2 separate regions of the Gossypium hirsutum genome follow, and region 1 is linked to region 2. A link is a contact called in public Hi-C data. All regions are on one chromosome and are shown on one strand. Each heading gives the region's core, a stretch centred on a gene start, on an enhancer-like site or on the middle of the called end of the contact. The rest is flanking DNA. Distances are from core to core; before and after follow the strand shown.

What was found. A called contact is a pair of places that touch in the nucleus more often than the background predicts.
Region 1: a contact with region 2 is called in a Hi-C map of leaf, with 2.3 times the contacts expected there. The contact joins the promoter of LOC121221115 here to the enhancer-like site in region 2. A contact is called at or near these places in 18 of 34 Hi-C or Micro-C datasets (anther, callus, fibers and 4 more).

Annotation. Positions count from the first base shown.
Region 1 is chrD09:6,175,568-6,179,411 of Gossypium_hirsutum_v2.1, forward strand. LOC121221115 (binding partner of ACD11 1) reads left to right here and starts at 2,401. Exons shown (of 5, transcript XM_041101616.1): 1 at 2,401-2,551; 2 at 3,560-3,684. The coding sequence starts at 3,569.
Region 2 is chrD09:6,088,025-6,091,691 of Gossypium_hirsutum_v2.1, forward strand. No RefSeq gene overlaps it. Among protein-coding and RNA genes, the nearest start is that of LOC107888623, 10 kb to the left of the region's middle. Within about 2 kb of position 1,942, at least 1 of the 9 cell types and tissues checked has an H3K27ac peak or open chromatin away from gene starts, as enhancers often do. A contact at or near this core is called in leaf, where this site is marked.

The sequences.
Region 1 (3,844 bases), core at 1,151-3,650, 88 kb after region 2:
TTATAAAGGGAAATATAACTTGTAGAACACCATTAAAAATAAATATATAAAAAGGTGAAAGGGTTTATGTTGAAATTTTCCCTCTACAAATTCTATTTTCTTTCATTGATACATGTCAATTTTTTTACACAATGCCTAAAACTATTAATAATCCCTCCCTAACCCTTAAATATGAGAAAGAGAGAATAATCATAGTATAATTTTGGCTAAAGGGTTCATAAGCCCTTAAATTTCTTTTTTGTTTTTAAAAAATTAGAGTTAATTGTGATTTTTAAATGTTTCCTTCATCAAATTTTGTAAAACTTTATGTTAAACCTTTGAGAAGTTGTTTTCAAGTGATTTTCAAACTTGGCTAAACAGTTCGAAATTTTTGTAAGTATGAAAAGAACTTAAAAGCACTTTGTAAGTCAATAAGCCATTGACTTTAGGGGATTGGACCCCTTAGCCTAAGTGTCGATACACATGACTATGTATCAGATCCCTCCTTCTTGGGTTTAATATCTAGCAAACCAAGTAATTTTTGGGGTATTTAGGGGTATTGAACCCCAAATGAGGAAGTATTAGACCTCAACATTAAGGTACTAGATCATGGCCTAAGGGTCTGGTACCTAAAGCTCCAACGATCTTATTGTTTAAAGCAAAGTATCAATACCTAATGTCATGGTATCGGGATATAAGCCTTTACAACTGCATTTAATACTCGAGTAGATGTCTTCAACAGCTCAATTTTCCCTCTAACTACTCCAAACAACTAGATTTCATTTAGAAGATATAAATATAGTTCAAGAACATCAAGAAGTAGAGAAGAAACAAGTTTACAAAGCTTATTGTGCAAAAATTCAATCTTTTATTTGTAATTCTCATATTACCCTTGTACACACTTGAGGTTTCATTCTCTTTCATTATTTTAAATGTTTTAATTTATTCGAGTAAGCTTGAATAATTTTATATCAACCTTTAAGAGGTACTCCTTGTTTCAATTTCACTTCTCAAATTAGTGAGAGGTTACTTGAAGTTCTGGGTAGAAAACTTTAAAAGGGGAATGGCTTTATCGTATTACTTAAAAGATGGTGTTATAAAGGTTAAGCATTATCCTTAAAAGGTTTGAAATTAGTGGACTTGGAAAATCTTTAATTGTAAAAAGTTAAGCTAGTGGATGTAGACAATTGAGATCAAACTACTTTAAATCATTGTGTCAATTTTTATTTGCCATCTTTCCTCAAAATTTTAATCACCAATTCGACTCTCCTCTTAATGCATTTGAGCTTTACAATTGGTTCAGCTCCTCCAAGAAAAATGTACCTAATTAAGCTCTTAGATGTTAAAAATCCATTAATTAATCTCTTTCACCAACGATTTTTTCCGTTGACTATAAAGGAAAAAAAATGTATGGGCCAAATAGATAAAAATTAAAAATTTTAGAGCTAAATTTTTTGTTATGCCTAATTTTAAAATAGAGTTAACATATACTATTCTTAAAATATTACCATTTGTAAAGATATGATTATCTGAATTTTTTATGTAAAAGGAAATTCTAAAAAAGTTAGTGGTAAGAAAGGGAAATAGAGAAAAATGTAGGGGCTTTAGGTTAAATTTGACATTTTAGATGTATTTAAACGGTAGCGTTTAACTGGCATCAGTTACGGGGCCAAAACTAGATTCCCGGCCAATGGAGTAGCGGAAATCCGGCAACGTGGCTTAAATGGTCATTTTACTCAACCAATTAGGGGAGAGATCGTTAACGCTCCTTTATAAAGGAAATGATTTCACGCGCCATTTAAAGAAATAACAAAGTTATTAGTTTAAAGTCATATATAATAATAATAATAATAATAAATATAGATTATAAATTTCATTCAAGCAACGTATTCCTATAAATTTCTTTTGCTCTAAACAAAGAAAAAAAAGTCATTTACAAAATATTATACTCAATATTTATTTTCCAATAAATTATGCACGATTAATAAATCAAATAAACAAATCATTAAAAATGAATGTAAATTTTGTATAAAAATAGAACATGTATGTAATTTATTTTTATTTTTATTTAAAATTTGAGTTATTGACTTATACATTATTGTGCATCAAATATAAATGATAAAAGTATTATAAAGATCCTTGTACCAGTGTCACAGGGTCTATGACACTAGGAATTATATTACATTTTGTCTTCACTATTTCAAAAATAAAACAAATTAGTCTTTATACATTAGATCAAAGAGCAAATTGGTCATTTTTTATCCTTATATATCAAAATGAGATATAATTATACCACGTGTAATTATCTAATTATTCCATCAATCACAGAAGTTTTTAACAAATAAGGTATAAAGATAAATTTACCCTTTTTTTTAGTAAAAGTTAAAATGCAAACAAAATTTCTTTGTTGAAATGCACGCTCCATTAGTGAGAGTGGGGGTTTTATAGCTATCTGGAAAGATCAGCATGCCAGTGTTTATGTTGGTTAGTTGTCTCTATCTCTCTTTCCCCTTCTTTCCCATGCTTAAGCTCTTAATCATCTGATTCATCATCATCAACAACTAAAAAACAGGTATGTAAATGTATCATAATTTTTATAAAGCTTCAATCTTTTCTCAATTTTCCTTCTTTTCTAGCAAATTCAGTGATACCCAGTTTTTTTTTTCACCTTATTTGATCAGTTTTTCCTTTACTTTCTTGAATGCATTAAGGGTTTTAATGAATTCAGTTTTCCTTTTTTTTACTTTCTGGGTTTTCAATAAGTTTCACTTATTTCAAGAATCTCAATGAATACATGCTTGCCAAATAATTAGTGTCAAGCTGACCTTTAATTGATATTTGGTGGACAAAGTTGGTTCTATCACTCATTAATTGCCCCCATTGTTGATACCCCATGATATTTTTTTCTTTCATCAAGCGTAAAGGAAGCTTGAAAATGGATTTTTTTCTTATATAGTTAGGTATTTATCAGTATTCTTTATTGTAGGTTGAACCCTTTTTTGAACTTTAGCCAAAAGTTCGATAATCTTGCTTAAAGTTTACATTGTTTACAATGAAAGCCAATTTAAAGTTTTCACTTTGGAGGATTATATGGGCTATGGCTGTCCCTAAAACTCATCCCCTTTTTACTTTTGACTTGAACTAAGATTAATTGGGGTGTATTCAAGCAGATCTTGGAGTAGATTAAGGCACCTTACTTGGGATTACTGAGTTTGGTAAAATAGCTTTGGCATCTTTAATTATGTTAATGTTGAAATAAGGCTAATCAATGCTAGAAAATCAGCAACCATATTAGTATTTTTCATTTGACTTTAGAAGAACCCATGAATTTTTGGCTTTCATTTTATACCTATGAAACGATCTATCGATGAGAGAGCTTGGCTGTTATGACCACTGAGAACTGTTTACCTCAAAATCATCCATAAGTATCCTTGTACCTTGGGATTGCTGTGGTTTCGGAATTATAAAGTATTGAATGAACAATGATGATATCTGCATTATCAAGCTACTTCTATGTGTGCTTCTAAAATTTTATTTAAATACCTTTAAATAGGTTCTTTTTTGGCTGATTTTATCTCAGTTTAAGACAATGTACCCTGGAGGTTACACGGCTGAAATTACGAGCTTATCTCCAAAAGCTACCGAGAAGGATCTTTGTGACTTTTTCGCATACTGTGGTGCAATTGTGCATATTGAAATTATCAGGTATCTGTTGCTTCTCTGTTTCTGGTTTTGGACTAAACCCCAAAAATCACTCTCTATGATGTTGTATGTTCATGATTTTTTTCATATTTGTTGTGCATTTGCAAATTTGTTGTTGAGGGGGGAAAAGAGTCAAAAGCTACAAAATCTTTTGCTTGAAATG
Region 2 (3,667 bases), core at 692-3,191:
TTAAGAATAGAAATAGATTAAATTTTTAATAAACCTATAATAAACCTGAATTACTAAACTCACTGACTACCCATCAACATTCAAAGTCCAAAAACCTCATCATTAATGGCTCAAAATCAGTGAGTTTAGTCAAGAAAAAAAGAAAAGAAAATGATTGAGGGTTCTACACACTTGGTAATGTTCACCAATTATTACAATGATGATTCCCAAATAGAAGTGGAGAGAAAGGTTTTGTTAACATTTAAAGCAACAATATCTGAAAACCATGAGGTTAGTATTATTAGAATAAAAGCAAATCTCATCTTAAAAGATTAGAAGTGAAACCAACCAAATCCCATGTTTTATCAATCACAGACAAGACTCTTATATTCCTAATTTTGGCTGAATTTTGTTTATTACCATTATTTGATTAAATGGTCCAATATTGATAATTGCCTGTCTCTTTGTGTATATATTTTTAAAATTTTCTTATACATGGATATTCTTTCTTGATATTTTCGTATATTATAATAGTATAATGATAAATTTAGCTTTTAGTGTTTATATTTTTTTGTCAATTTGATCATTCTTAATTTTTTTTAACTAAATTTAGCCCTAACCCTTTTAAAAATAGTTGTATTTGATCATCAATCTTTCAAAAAGACTCGAAATGTTGTTTTCTTACAGAAACTATTGGCTTAAACGTTAAATTTTTAAACATGGTAGGCCACATGACACATTGACACTCCATGTGTATTTTTTTTTGAATTTTTGTGGACCTTTTATTTTATTTTGAATATTTTTATAATTTTGAAATTATTTGTTGGTGTGACACATAAAACAAATAGTGTCATGTTAGCATGAAGTATTCGTAAACTAACATATGGGTTGCCAATCAACATTCTTAAAAATAATAACTTTTTAGTCAACATTTTCGTTAAAAACACGATTTGACTTTTTTTTAAAAGGTTGAATATCAAATTTAGCTCAAAAAAAGAAATAAGAACTAAATTAACAAAAGATATTTTGATGATTAAAAAGTATAGTTAATATTTTAAATAAGTTTATTTATAAATTTTAATTAAAAATATAAAAGAGTAAACATTTTTACAAATTTATATATAAAATTAGATTTTTATTATCATTTCTCTAATTAAGCTAATGACAGATTAATTTGTGTATATCAAAATTTTGTATTGTGGTATTTGATGGTTTAGTTTTGAATTCTTGTCAAAGTGATGGGTCAGGTCCTAGACATCAACTGGATCAAACCATCCCAAGTTATAATTTTATATATATATATTTAATCAATTTCTGATTCAACATTTAAAAATATAAATTCATCAATTTATTTCGATTAATACTTTTGTTATTGTAACAATAAAGAGAGATGAGTTTTTACGTATTTAAGTATAATTTTTCTCTAATTATAAGAGTTCGAGAGAAATTATATATAGTCTCCCACTTCAACTAGGTCACTGCGAGTCGGGCTCCGACCATAACATAATCGAAAAATTCAATATGTACTCCTACAAGTAAAGGGAGTTCAAGTAGATATTGATTGTGTTTGAAAGGCTCTGAATCGATCGACAAGCCTAAGCCCAATATCTTGATTTCGAATGGCAATGCACCGCGGACCCATATATATATCGTCTATTAATACACGACCAATTAATATTTGAATAAAAATTGTTTCCATAAGCGTCCTCTTTTGAGGACTCATAGAAATCCCTCAGTGCCACAATCTGTTTTGCGTACAACAATGTGTTGAAATAAGTATGGTATAAAAAAACATAAATTTATTTATTATAGTCAATTTAATTAAGAAATTTCATTTCTAATTTAGTTTTTACCTAAATAAAATCCAATTAAAGACGAAAGTCCAACCAAGTAGGTTATATGGGCTAAGCCTAGCCTTCTACCCTAACTTAGTTATGGGACCAAACTGGTCTCAGCCATGGGTTTAGCCTATTGTGAACTCACTCCACACTAGTCCAACCCAGATCCCCAAGCCTTATAATGTTTCTTAAATTTAGGGGATGTTTAATAAATTATTGAATTTTTTTTATTTTCAATGAAATGATATTTTCTTAAATGTATTTGGTAATTTTATTAAATATTTTTAAAAATTTAAATAAAATAAGTAGTTAGATGAGAAATTATTTTATGTACTATTTCCACCATGTCATCTATGGTCTATTTTTAATTATTTAATATCCTTTTAGCAAATTTTTCCATGTCACTGATACATAATTTTGGAATTATTTTCATCTTGAATATCGAACCATGAACCCTAAACTCTGAATCCTAAATATTGAACCTCCAACCCTAAACTCAAATTTCAAACTTTAAACCCTGAACTCGAAACACTAAACTCAAACTCTGAACCTTGAATCTCAAATCCAAACTCAAACCTTGAACCCTAAACTTAAACCTTGAACCTTGAACCTCGGGTTTGAGTTTGGGTTCAAGGTTCAGGTTTAGGGTTCAAATTTTTGGGTTCAAGATTTGAGGTCCAGGGTAAAAAAATTATCAAAATTATGTGTTAATGACATGAAAAAAATTGCTGAAATGACATTAAATGATTGGGAAGGGACAATAGATGATGTGGTTGGAAGGGTCCATAAAATAATTTCTCGTTGTTAAATAGACATGTATCATTTAATGTTGAAAAATGTTAAATTGATTTTATTTTAAAATTAAATTATCTCTTTTTTGTTAAAAGAATGAGATATCCAAATTTTTATATTTAATTTTTATAAAAAATATACAAAAAAAAAATTAAAATTAATAAAATAAAATTTAAAAAATAAATAATTTTAAAAACAAGATTAATTATATCAAATATAATATAATTATAATCTTTACTTAATTTTAAAAATTCCACTAAAATTTTGAATACATTTTTCACCCTTTAAATTACAAAAAGTACACTTTTTTGACACTAGTGGGTAATTTTAGAGTAATGCAAATTGGTGTAAGCACTAAGCATAGACAATATAATAAACAAAATTAATGTTCTTTTTCTTAGAGTCAAAGATTATCAATTATTGATAGTTATTTTTCATTATCTTCTTACTTTTTTTTAACTAATATATATAAAAGAGGTTTTGAGGATAATGAAAATAATTGTAAATAAAAATATTCCATGCTAAAATAAATAAATTTCTTCAAATAGTTTTAGCTTCCATTAATATGTAATGAATTAACTTTAAATCCCAAAATTATATATATATATATATATATATATGGTATAGAGGAGCTCAAGCTTTATCTATATAAATAAAGATTTACCTAAGTGTCTTTTTCCTTGTTCTCCATTTTCTTTTCTACTACACTACATGAAAATCAACATATTTATTTCCTTCCCATTAGGAGACTAGTGTACCTACTCTTTAATTTTTATTTATTTTGTTCAAATCCAAACATAGATATCAATTTAAAAGAAGTAAATTGGATTCAATTGACCTTGGATAAATATTTATGATGAATGAATCTAAATCTAATTCAGCTTGATTCATAATCACCTTTACCCCTAACTTAGAGGATTAAGTGATAAATCTTTGGAGTAGTAATTAAGCTTAATTCTAATCCTTTCAAGCAAAAAGAAGAAACTAAAGGAAAAAAAAAAAGAACCCTTTACTACTAATTAGTTTTTTTTTAATTTAGATATAAAATATAAAAAAAT